Linked DNA regions of Zea mays: region 2 is linked to region 1. A link is a contact called in public Hi-C data. All regions are on one chromosome and are shown on one strand. The core of a region is the stretch at or near the end of the contact, and the rest is flanking DNA. Distances in the headings are between cores, read along the strand shown.

Region 1 (4,627 bases), core at 878-3,377:
ACAGTTCTTTTGCCAGTGCATAACTTATAAAAACTATCATGGAAAACTAATACAACTGTAGTTCCTAGGATTTACTGCCAGTTATGCATATTTGAGAAACTGGTCAGGCTGGAATAAGGTCAGACTCCACCTAATAGAAACATAATCATGCACCTATGTTGAGAGTGCAAAAATAAGTACATAAACATGTTGCATGTCCACCTAGCAAACAACATTAAGTAAAGAAGCATGTCCCATGCCCACCAAAGGTTCACATTTATGTCAAGGAAATACAACAGTTATATGTCTGGTATACTAAGTAGGTGAACGTGTTAACTATGTCAAATGGTGGCAAGTGCATTACAATTACAATGCTACTACAATATGACTGTTTTTTCTTAACCTGTCTTATTTCTATGCTAAAGCTGAACTCAGAAGGAGACATTAGAGAGCACCACATCACACAGTTTCATCACTACTATTGGTATGCATATAACCTTAGTTAAGAAGGCCTGAAATTCTAGGTATGTGACACAATCCAACACCAAACAAAGCCCATATAAGAAAACTCATATAAGGCTATTCCAACCTCCCTCTGGCACTTATATACTATGCTTGCACAGCATTGAACCATTTGATTTGCATTCACTTACTTTTTTTGAGCCGTCAAGAGTACTTTTTAAAAAATAATGGAACAAGGTTCCAGCCTGTGTTCTAGAGTACTCGAAATATTTTAACTAAAAGCAGGCTGACTAGCATCACACCATATAAGAAAAGTGCAAAACGAAGCGAATGCATTTATAAGCAATAACCAGAGGAACAACAAATATTGTGTAACACTTCTCTTGTGTGTAGATATTCCAGGAATCTAGACATATTCATATGAAAAGTACATGCTTTTTTGACAGACATGTGAAATCAACATGTTCAGGGTCTATTTATGTTTGCTAGTTGATACAGCAACAAATCATAAAAAATACGCTAGATTACAGTAGAGAAATAGGACTATCTACCTGCCCAATGCATTGTCCAACCCAGGGGCAATGATGGTCAAAGCGCTCTACACAATTGTTGCATATCGAACAGTGTGAGCATCGAGGAGGCCGATAAATCATGCAGGTGTCACAATACTTCACTTTCACAGGCATCCCATTAACCAGTACTTCCTTTACACGGGGGAATTGTAGCCTCCCAGGCGTGCCCCCAGACAAAGCGTTGCCATAAGAAAACTCATCCTCCGGCGGGTGGGCTGCGCGGGGAACGATCCCAGGATCCTGCGCTGATGTAATCAAGAGCAGGACTAGCACCTACACAGAAGGAAAACAATGATCCGTGCTCAGCCAAGAGCATATCGCGAATGCTAACTGATCGATACCAGCAGGAATCAGCACACAGAACTCACATAAATCATAAACACTACAGCTACCGCAGGAATCGCATATCCAGCATTGTAAGCCGGGAAGTGGTGGCGAAGATGCCGAGCAACGAATCCGCAGAAGACCAATACCGGGGCCACAATGAGCGAAACAGACAGGATCAGTGACTTGGCGTCAGGTCCGAATATGAGCCTCCCACCAAAGAAGAATTTCTGCAGACAGCGAACGAACTACGTCAGAATGCAGTAGGGCCGCACATTGACAGTTCCACACACACACACACACACACACACACACAGGTTCACAGGACAGCAAACAAGATAACATGAGCCACGCATCCCACGCAATCTACTGTTCATGTTCGTGCCTGGAATCGCCGAGAACGATAAAGTATTAAACAGCACGCTGGCATAATAAGTACAGACCAGACGCGAACCAACTCTACCAAAACGACCCCGTACAGCAAGAAGCGGAAGCGGAATTCCCCACGAAAGAACCGAACAGTGCAACCCAGATTCCCGGTTCAAGAACTAATAAGATGAAGCGAGGGGGGCAGGGGAAAGAGAGGGCAGGATCTTTACATTGTTCCCTTTCCAAGCCTCATACACGCGCTGCGGGCGCGCCATGGGTGGGCGGGTGGTCCGGCTACGGCTCCGGTCAGCGCGGCCTCATCCGAGGCAGCGTCACCCAGCCCAGACCCGGCGGCGAGCAGGAAGGAGTCGACACGCGCACGAGGAAAGGGCGATTTTGAAAAAGGAAAAGCGGAGGAATCGTTGAGCCAGGGCAGAGGAAGCGGCGAGGCCGAGCACAGCAGGGAAAGGGAAGCAAACGCTGCTCGCGTCGCCTTTGTACGTGGTGGGACGGGGAGGTGAGGTGTAAAATGAAAAGCTTTTCTTTTTTAACGGAAAAAATGAGTAAGATATTACGAGATACAAGCTGGCAGCGGCGGCCGGACAAGAGGGGGACTCAGTTTCAGTGTTATTGCACATGACACCTTGTCTTTTAGGGAAATAAACAAATGCGCATGTATGTAAACAGTTACCCTTCTTTTAGCAAGGAAACGCTCATATCGTCAATCTTAGAAGATTATATTTTGACAATAATTAGCAAATATCTTCATACGTTACAACGGTAATTTGTTATGTCATACTCGTACTATTAATGAGCTAGCTATTTTCATAAAATTAAAATTTAAATAAGCTTAGCCCAAACATAACGGGTGCCTGAAGGATGCGGTGGCTAAAAGCCCGAGGTATCGGGGCGGGGGCTTAGGCTTAGGTCCTCATCAGGATTGAAGGGGCCTCTGCGACACCAGTTGTTCTATGTCTAGCCCCCTCTGTATTCTCTTTCTTTTTTCTGGATTGGGCGTGCTACGCGCTCTTCTACCAAGCCCTAGGCGCCGACAGAGCGAGGTTCGTTCCGTGCCTTTCTCGGATCCGGGCGGCTGCCCCAGCATGGCGTCGTTCCTCGATGGCATGAATGTGGTGCATCGGTCAACCCTAAGTTCCTAATGTTGTGATGTAGAAGATTCGACCTGCTGGCTGCTGCCAAACTGCGAGTTTGAGGAAGCCCCAAATTCCTTGGTGGGTCCTTTGTTCGCTTGGAGTTTTCGCCTCGAGGAGTTTGTCCAAAAGCGTTGTGGCGGCACGACGTTCTAGCTTGCTCGGGGAAATCGCGGTGAGCCAACCCCACTGTAGGTCAAGCGGCGGCAGCGGGCGCTAAACGCTATGGCGTGTGTTGGCCAAAAACTACGTCGCAGTCACACCGTTCGACGTCGTGGCAGCCCCACCTCCTGGTTATGGAACCTCGACCGCCCTTAGTGAAGCCTTGTCCCGAGGACAGTTCCTGGGATAACAGGTCGAATCGAAGCAGGGCGGAAGTTACGGTGTATATCGCAGCACTAGTGGGGCCTCCTCTAGGTTCTCCATAAGAAGAGGGGTCCCCTACCGAGGTGACCATGAGGCACTCCTAGGTCCAGTCGCGACCAATCCCACTTGACATGGGAACCAGTTCGCTTTCTGACTCTGGCGAGAGGAGGTCGCGAAATAGACCCTAGATGGGGCCTAGCATACCCGCGACCTCGGCGAAAGCGGGTTGTGGCACGCGCCGTTGCTGGTCGCCACCTCCTGAAGGACCGAGCCACAGGTAGCCAAACCCTTCGATGACGTCGAGTGATTTGCTCATCCAGGGAACCAGGGCTTTCGAGGCCCGACCCATTGTTTCCTTACTACCGACAATGAAATCAAGATTCCCAAAACTGATGGTTGTTCCGGGAGTCCTGACCATGTCAACGTCGTTGCCAGCCATTAGGAGCTTTGAAGAACATCGTCGTGGAACGTGCAAGTCCCCAACCTGGCAAGCCAACTGTCGGTGTTTCAAACCTCGCTTCGACAAGTAGATTTATTGTTCGTGTTCCGGGCTCCGGACGGTGTGCGCGGTGGGCGCAAGGTTTAGACTGGTTTGGGCAGAATGTCCCTACATCCAATCATCAACGGTTTGCGCTACCGATACCATTGATGATCGAAGCTCGTAATAGGGGTTACAAGCAGTGCGAGAGAGTGAGGAGAGGCTCCGAAGTCGCTTGTTCGTGGTTGAGGTGGTTAAAAGGTTGAGTCCTAGCTAAGTCTTAGCTTGGCGACGAGGCTCCAGCATCGGGGTCCTCCTCCTGTTCGTCGATCTTCTAGGCGTCGTCTCGTCTGGTGTTCGTCCTTGCGTCGTCCGTCCGAAAGGAAGTTCCCGTGTTCGGGGGGTGGCCTCCTCCTTTTATAGGCTAAGGAGGGGGGTCGACCCGTGGTGGCTTCTTTGGGAATGAGCTACCAGGCGATGGTAAAACTGGGCGTCTTACCATGGGTTAAAGCCACATGTGCCTGCGGTCGTTTGGTTGTCCTGTATTCTTTATTACAGACGACGTTGGTGTGAGACAAGACACCATCATTTGAGCTATACTGACCCCTAGCCTTCGTAGCCCTGGGCTTGGTGTGACTCGTCGTGTTGCACGCTGCAAGCGGTCTGTGCACCCAAGCCTCGTCCCGATAGGTGATGAGTGCTCTACTAATTGGGGATGCGCAGGTCATAAATGTGCCATAGTCCAAGGGATTGTAGTTCATGAGTGCTCTATGGTCCGAGGGGTTCGTAGGTCATGAGTGGGAGGTAGACCGGCGCCTCCGTTGTGGCTCGGCGCTATGCGCAGTTAGTGCAGTCGATTATTTATGACAGGTCGGTCTCGAGCAAAGCGCGGGATCCACTCGACTGGTTTTCCATCGTCATGATCG
Region 2 (4,627 bases), core at 944-3,443, 42 kb after region 1:
CCTGTATAACTTATACACTAGAGCAAACTAGTTAGTCCAATTTATTTGTGTTGGGCAATTCAACCACCAAAATCATTTAGGAACTAGGTGTAAGCCTAATTCCCTTTCAGCGCGCCCGGACATGAGGAGGGCGAGAGGCGGTCGATGCGCTAGCACATACAAGACAGCGGTCAAGAGCAACGTGGCGCCTCCTGATTGGTCTACGTGTGTTAGTCGTTGCAACTAACATTTTTTGACTGTTTGGAGTCCATAAAATGCAAAAAACCCCACAAGTTTCATATCTAATCCCTCTATAAATACTCCTACCCGAGTGGAGCTCATTCCGCAGACCATTCTATCTTATATCTTTCTTTCGAACTTCCCTCTCTTCACATAATATCGAGTTGGTCCCCCGATATCATCTCATGTAATTTTATTTTAATTATTATGTACTTTGTAATTTTTAATTCTATAAAAATATTATTTTGTGTTAATTAATTATGAAATAGAAAATTAATGTATCTATAGACTGAAATTGTAGCCGGCTACGATTGTAGCTTGCTACAGGTTATACACTAGAGTAACAAGAGGAGAGTGGAATCTAAAGCTAGCGTGACATTGGCGAGAGTGACAGTGCACTCGAACCAGCCTTAGCGCCCGAATTTTTTGCATTTTAACCCTTCCTCGAAAATAATATCATGTTTGGACCCTAAAAAATTTTAATGTCATTTTTGGACCCTTTGCTCGGCGCCATAGCCTATGGCGCCGAGGTAACACAGCTCGGCGCCATAGGCTATGGCGCCGAGGTAGCTGCTACGCTGGCCCAAACGGACGACGTGGCGCTGACGTGGTACCGAGCTCGGCGCCATAGATCTTGGCGCCGAGCTCGGTTCTGTACGCAAAGGTTGTCTAGCTCAGTGGTAGAGCGTAAGACTCTTAACCTTGTGGTTTTGGGTTCGAGCCCCATGGTGGGTGTTTTTTTGTCTTTGTCACTAATTTATTTTTTTGTTGTCTATATTTTCGTTTATGTCGCTCATTTGTCCGCCCAGATTTATTTCTCATCTAAATTTTTTGTTTTTGTGACTGATTTGTTTATTCATCTAGATATTTTTTGTTTTTGTTTAACGCAATGGCTATATATATATATATATATATATATATATATATATATATATATATATATATATATATATATCACCGTCAAATGAAAGCAATCAAAGTAGTTCAGCTAATTTTTTTATTTTCTTGTAAAATCATCTGAACACAATAGGGACCATCGCTTGCGTTCCTTGAAGTTGTCCAGGTAGTCCTGTTCGATGCAGCGCTAGCTCTGCTCAGTGGGTAAGCAAGAACACAGCAGAAAAGGAGAGAGGATCACGTGGTATGCACGGATCGGAGTGGTGGTGCTTACGAGAAGCATCGTGTCAAGTTTACGCAACGCTGGAGTGTTCGCCTGGAGATCCCGTCTCTGCTGCGTGCCCATAAGCTGTGTTTGACGAGCAAAAGAGAGTGTTACCGCCGCCCGGGCTGGTAGAACCGGAGATGAAGAAGATGGAGACCAAGAATAAAATTTGTGATTTTTATAAGACAACAAAAAAATAAATTAGTGACAAAGACAAAAAAACACCCACCGTGGGGCTCGAACCCACAACCACAAGATTAAGAATCTTACGCTCTACCAACTGAGCTAGAGGACCTTTGTGTACAAAACCGAGCTCGGTGCCAAGATCTATGGCGCCGAGCTCGGTACCACGTCAGCGCCACGTCATCCGTTTGGGCCAGCGTAGCAGCTACCTCGGCGCCATAGCCTATGGCGCCGAGCTGTGTTACCTCGGCGCCATAGGCTATGGCGCCGAGCAAAGGGTCCAAAAATGACATTAAATTTTTTTAGGGTCTAAACGTGATATTGTTTTCGAGGAAGGGTTAAAATGCAAAAAATTCGGCCTTAGCGCACGGTATCACCAGTTCACCACGGCATCATTCATGGAACAGCTACCGCGTACCGCTAAGTACCGAATGACCCGTAATGATGAAATCCGAATACCTGTGAGGGGCTACACGCAAAACACGCCAGCTCAGCAGCATCAGTCCAACTCCAGGCTCCGGCTCCGGCTCCAGCTCCAGCTTCCACCAAAAGGTTACAGATACACATACACCGCGTCTACCACGTGCGTCGCCAGTGCCAGGTGGGTGTAGGGGTCCACGACTGGTCAACAACAGTCAGTCACTGTTGGGAATGCACGGTGCACCAGGCCCAGCCAGCGAGTTGCTGGCCCTGGGTCGGGGACATCGAAGTTGCGATGGGACGCCGAGGTGGGCCCAGACGACAGGCGCCACAAGAGGCCTACGGCGAAATCAGCTCCCTACAGTCTCTAGGGGCTAGGGCTATGATCTAGCCTGTGGCTGCCATGCCTTCGTCAGATCAATCAGCCTAATCTAGAAGGACGGACATGATTTGACGAAGAACTGGATTTATTACTCCTACTAGTACTCCACGAGTAGTAATTAAGAAAACTGCACGTGTGGCTTCGCCAATCCACTGACCCAAAGACAGAGGATCAGAATAATTTTATATATACTTTCGTTCTTAAATAACCAATTCATTAAATTAACCCAAATAAAACTAACTTAGGGCTGATTTGGTGCTAAGGGATCCCAAAGGGATCCATGGGGGATGAATCCCCTTGTTATTCAAAATTGAATTGCAAGTGAATTTCTCCCATGGATCCCGTTGGGATCCCTTACCATCAAATCAGTCTAAATAGGGACAAAAATATTGTATAAATAGTAGAAGTCACTACTGATTAAAACCAAACAAACATATTGATGCCAGTATTCGTATGTGAACATCAACCATAGAGAACGTACGATATTGCAATTCGACGACCGGAATCTCTCTAAATAATGCGTGCAATCTATCACGTCAATATCTTCGTTCAAAAAAAAAAATCTATCACGTCAATATCCTAAGCCAGCTGTTGGGGACCTTCGGCGTCCGAAGGTACTCAAAAACAGGATTTAACAGTATTTCTGCAGTACAATGTTTGAACAGGTATCCTCGGACTAAAGTCGGCATTGCAGTAGACCGAAATAATACGAAGGTAGATACAGAGCCGAAGGTGCGAGCAGGAAAGCTTCGGCGCGACAGCAAAGAGTGGAACCGACTTAAAGATGAAAAGGCTATTCAGACCTCGATAGACTACTATAGAGTTATTATCAAATGTAAAGGGCATGAATGTAATTTTGTAAGGGCTGTGTCTCGTGTCTATAAATAGGTGAACAGTATCCCCGTACTGTTCACGCTGACTTGGCATTCACTTTTTGCGTCACGCCTGTATTGTCATCCCTTCTCGACTAAAGGTATACTTGTAATTCAATAATGTTTCCGTTTATGCTTGATAATAATAAATAATCGTCCATATTGTCTTTTACATCCTTTAGATTTTCTCCTTCGTCATTGTTTAATGAATTTATGAAGGTATGTCCTTCATAACCTTCGTCCGTAAACCATTATATCCTAAGGGAAATAATGCTTCGGAGGACGAAGGACTTTAACGATTAACATTTTCTATGTTGCCTTGTTCTTAACTCATAGCACTTGAGAACAAGTCCCCAACATTGGCGCCCACCTCCGGTGAACTCACTTCCATTTCTTGAGCTTTTCAACACCTTCGGCAAGCATCACCTTCGTCATGCCGCCGAAGAAGGCTTCAGCACCAGGGGCTGGCACGCTGCAGCCGCTGGACCCCAATCAAGACGTCCTTTCTCTTAGAGAGGCACGAAGCCAGAAGAGGAAGGCTACCAGTCCAACACCTCCGGAGGATGATCTAGATCAGGAGATTCAAAATCTGGAAATCCTTCAGCAGCAGGTTCAACGCAAGAAGGAGAAGATGGCCAGGCTAGCTGAACTGCAGAGGCAGATAGACGAAGCCTCTGAAGAAGTTCGTCATCTTGCTCAGGATGAGCAACACCGAAGGCCTCAGCATCAAGACCTTCATCAGGAGGGTTTTCCCAACGAAGATGACTGGTATGACAATTTCCATCATGGGAATTTTGTTTTTGATGATGCTTCTCCCCTGTCCACTGAGCTGCAGGCTACACCTTGGCCTCCGTCCTACAAGCCGCCTCAGCTCCCCGTATTTGATGGCCACTCAGACCCGAAGCAGTTTTTGATGAGCTACGAAGCAACAGTGTCTTCGTACGGTGGCAATGCTTCTGTCATGGCCAAATCTTTCGTTATGGCTGTCAGAAGTGTTGCTCAAACCTGGTATTCCTCCCTTCGACCAGGAACGATCACTTCATGGCAGAAGCTGAAGGACTTGTTGTTAACTAGCTTTCAAGGGTTTCAGACGAAGCCGGTCACTGCTCAGGCTCTCTTCCAATGTACCCAGGACCATGAAGAGTACCTTCAGGCATATGTCCGAAGGTTTCTACGATTGAGGGCACAGGCGCCAACAGTGCCCAATGAGATTGTCATTGAGGCTATGATCAAGGGGCTTCGGCCAGGGCCGTCAGCACAGTATTTTGCCAGGAAGCCACCACAAACGCTGGAAAAGCTGCTCCAGAAGATGGACGAATACATTCGAGCTGACAATGATTTTCGTCAAAGAAGGGAGGAGGCTTTCAGGTTTTCTGAAATGACCAGGGG

What was found. A called contact is a pair of places that touch in the nucleus more often than the background predicts.
Region 2: a Hi-C map of endosperm shows a contact between it and region 1, with 2.3 times the contacts expected there. The contact joins the enhancer-like site here to the promoter of LOC100283598 in region 1. A contact is called at or near these places in 5 of 25 Hi-C or Micro-C datasets (ear, endosperm, leaf and 2 more).

What each region holds. Positions count from the first base shown.
Region 1 is chr6:161,432,620-161,437,246 of Zm-B73-REFERENCE-NAM-5.0, forward strand. LOC100283598 reads right to left here and starts at 2,128. Exons shown (of 5, transcript NM_001371952.1): 1 at 1,937-2,128; 2 at 1,382-1,567; 3 at 993-1,286. The coding sequence starts at 1,981.
Region 2 is chr6:161,474,643-161,479,269 of Zm-B73-REFERENCE-NAM-5.0, forward strand. No RefSeq gene overlaps it. Among protein-coding and RNA genes, the nearest start is that of LOC100384836, 26 kb to the right of the region's middle. Within about 2 kb of position 2,194, at least 19 of the 20 cell types and tissues checked have an H3K27ac peak or open chromatin away from gene starts, as enhancers often do. A contact at or near this core is called in ear, endosperm, leaf and 2 more, where this site is marked.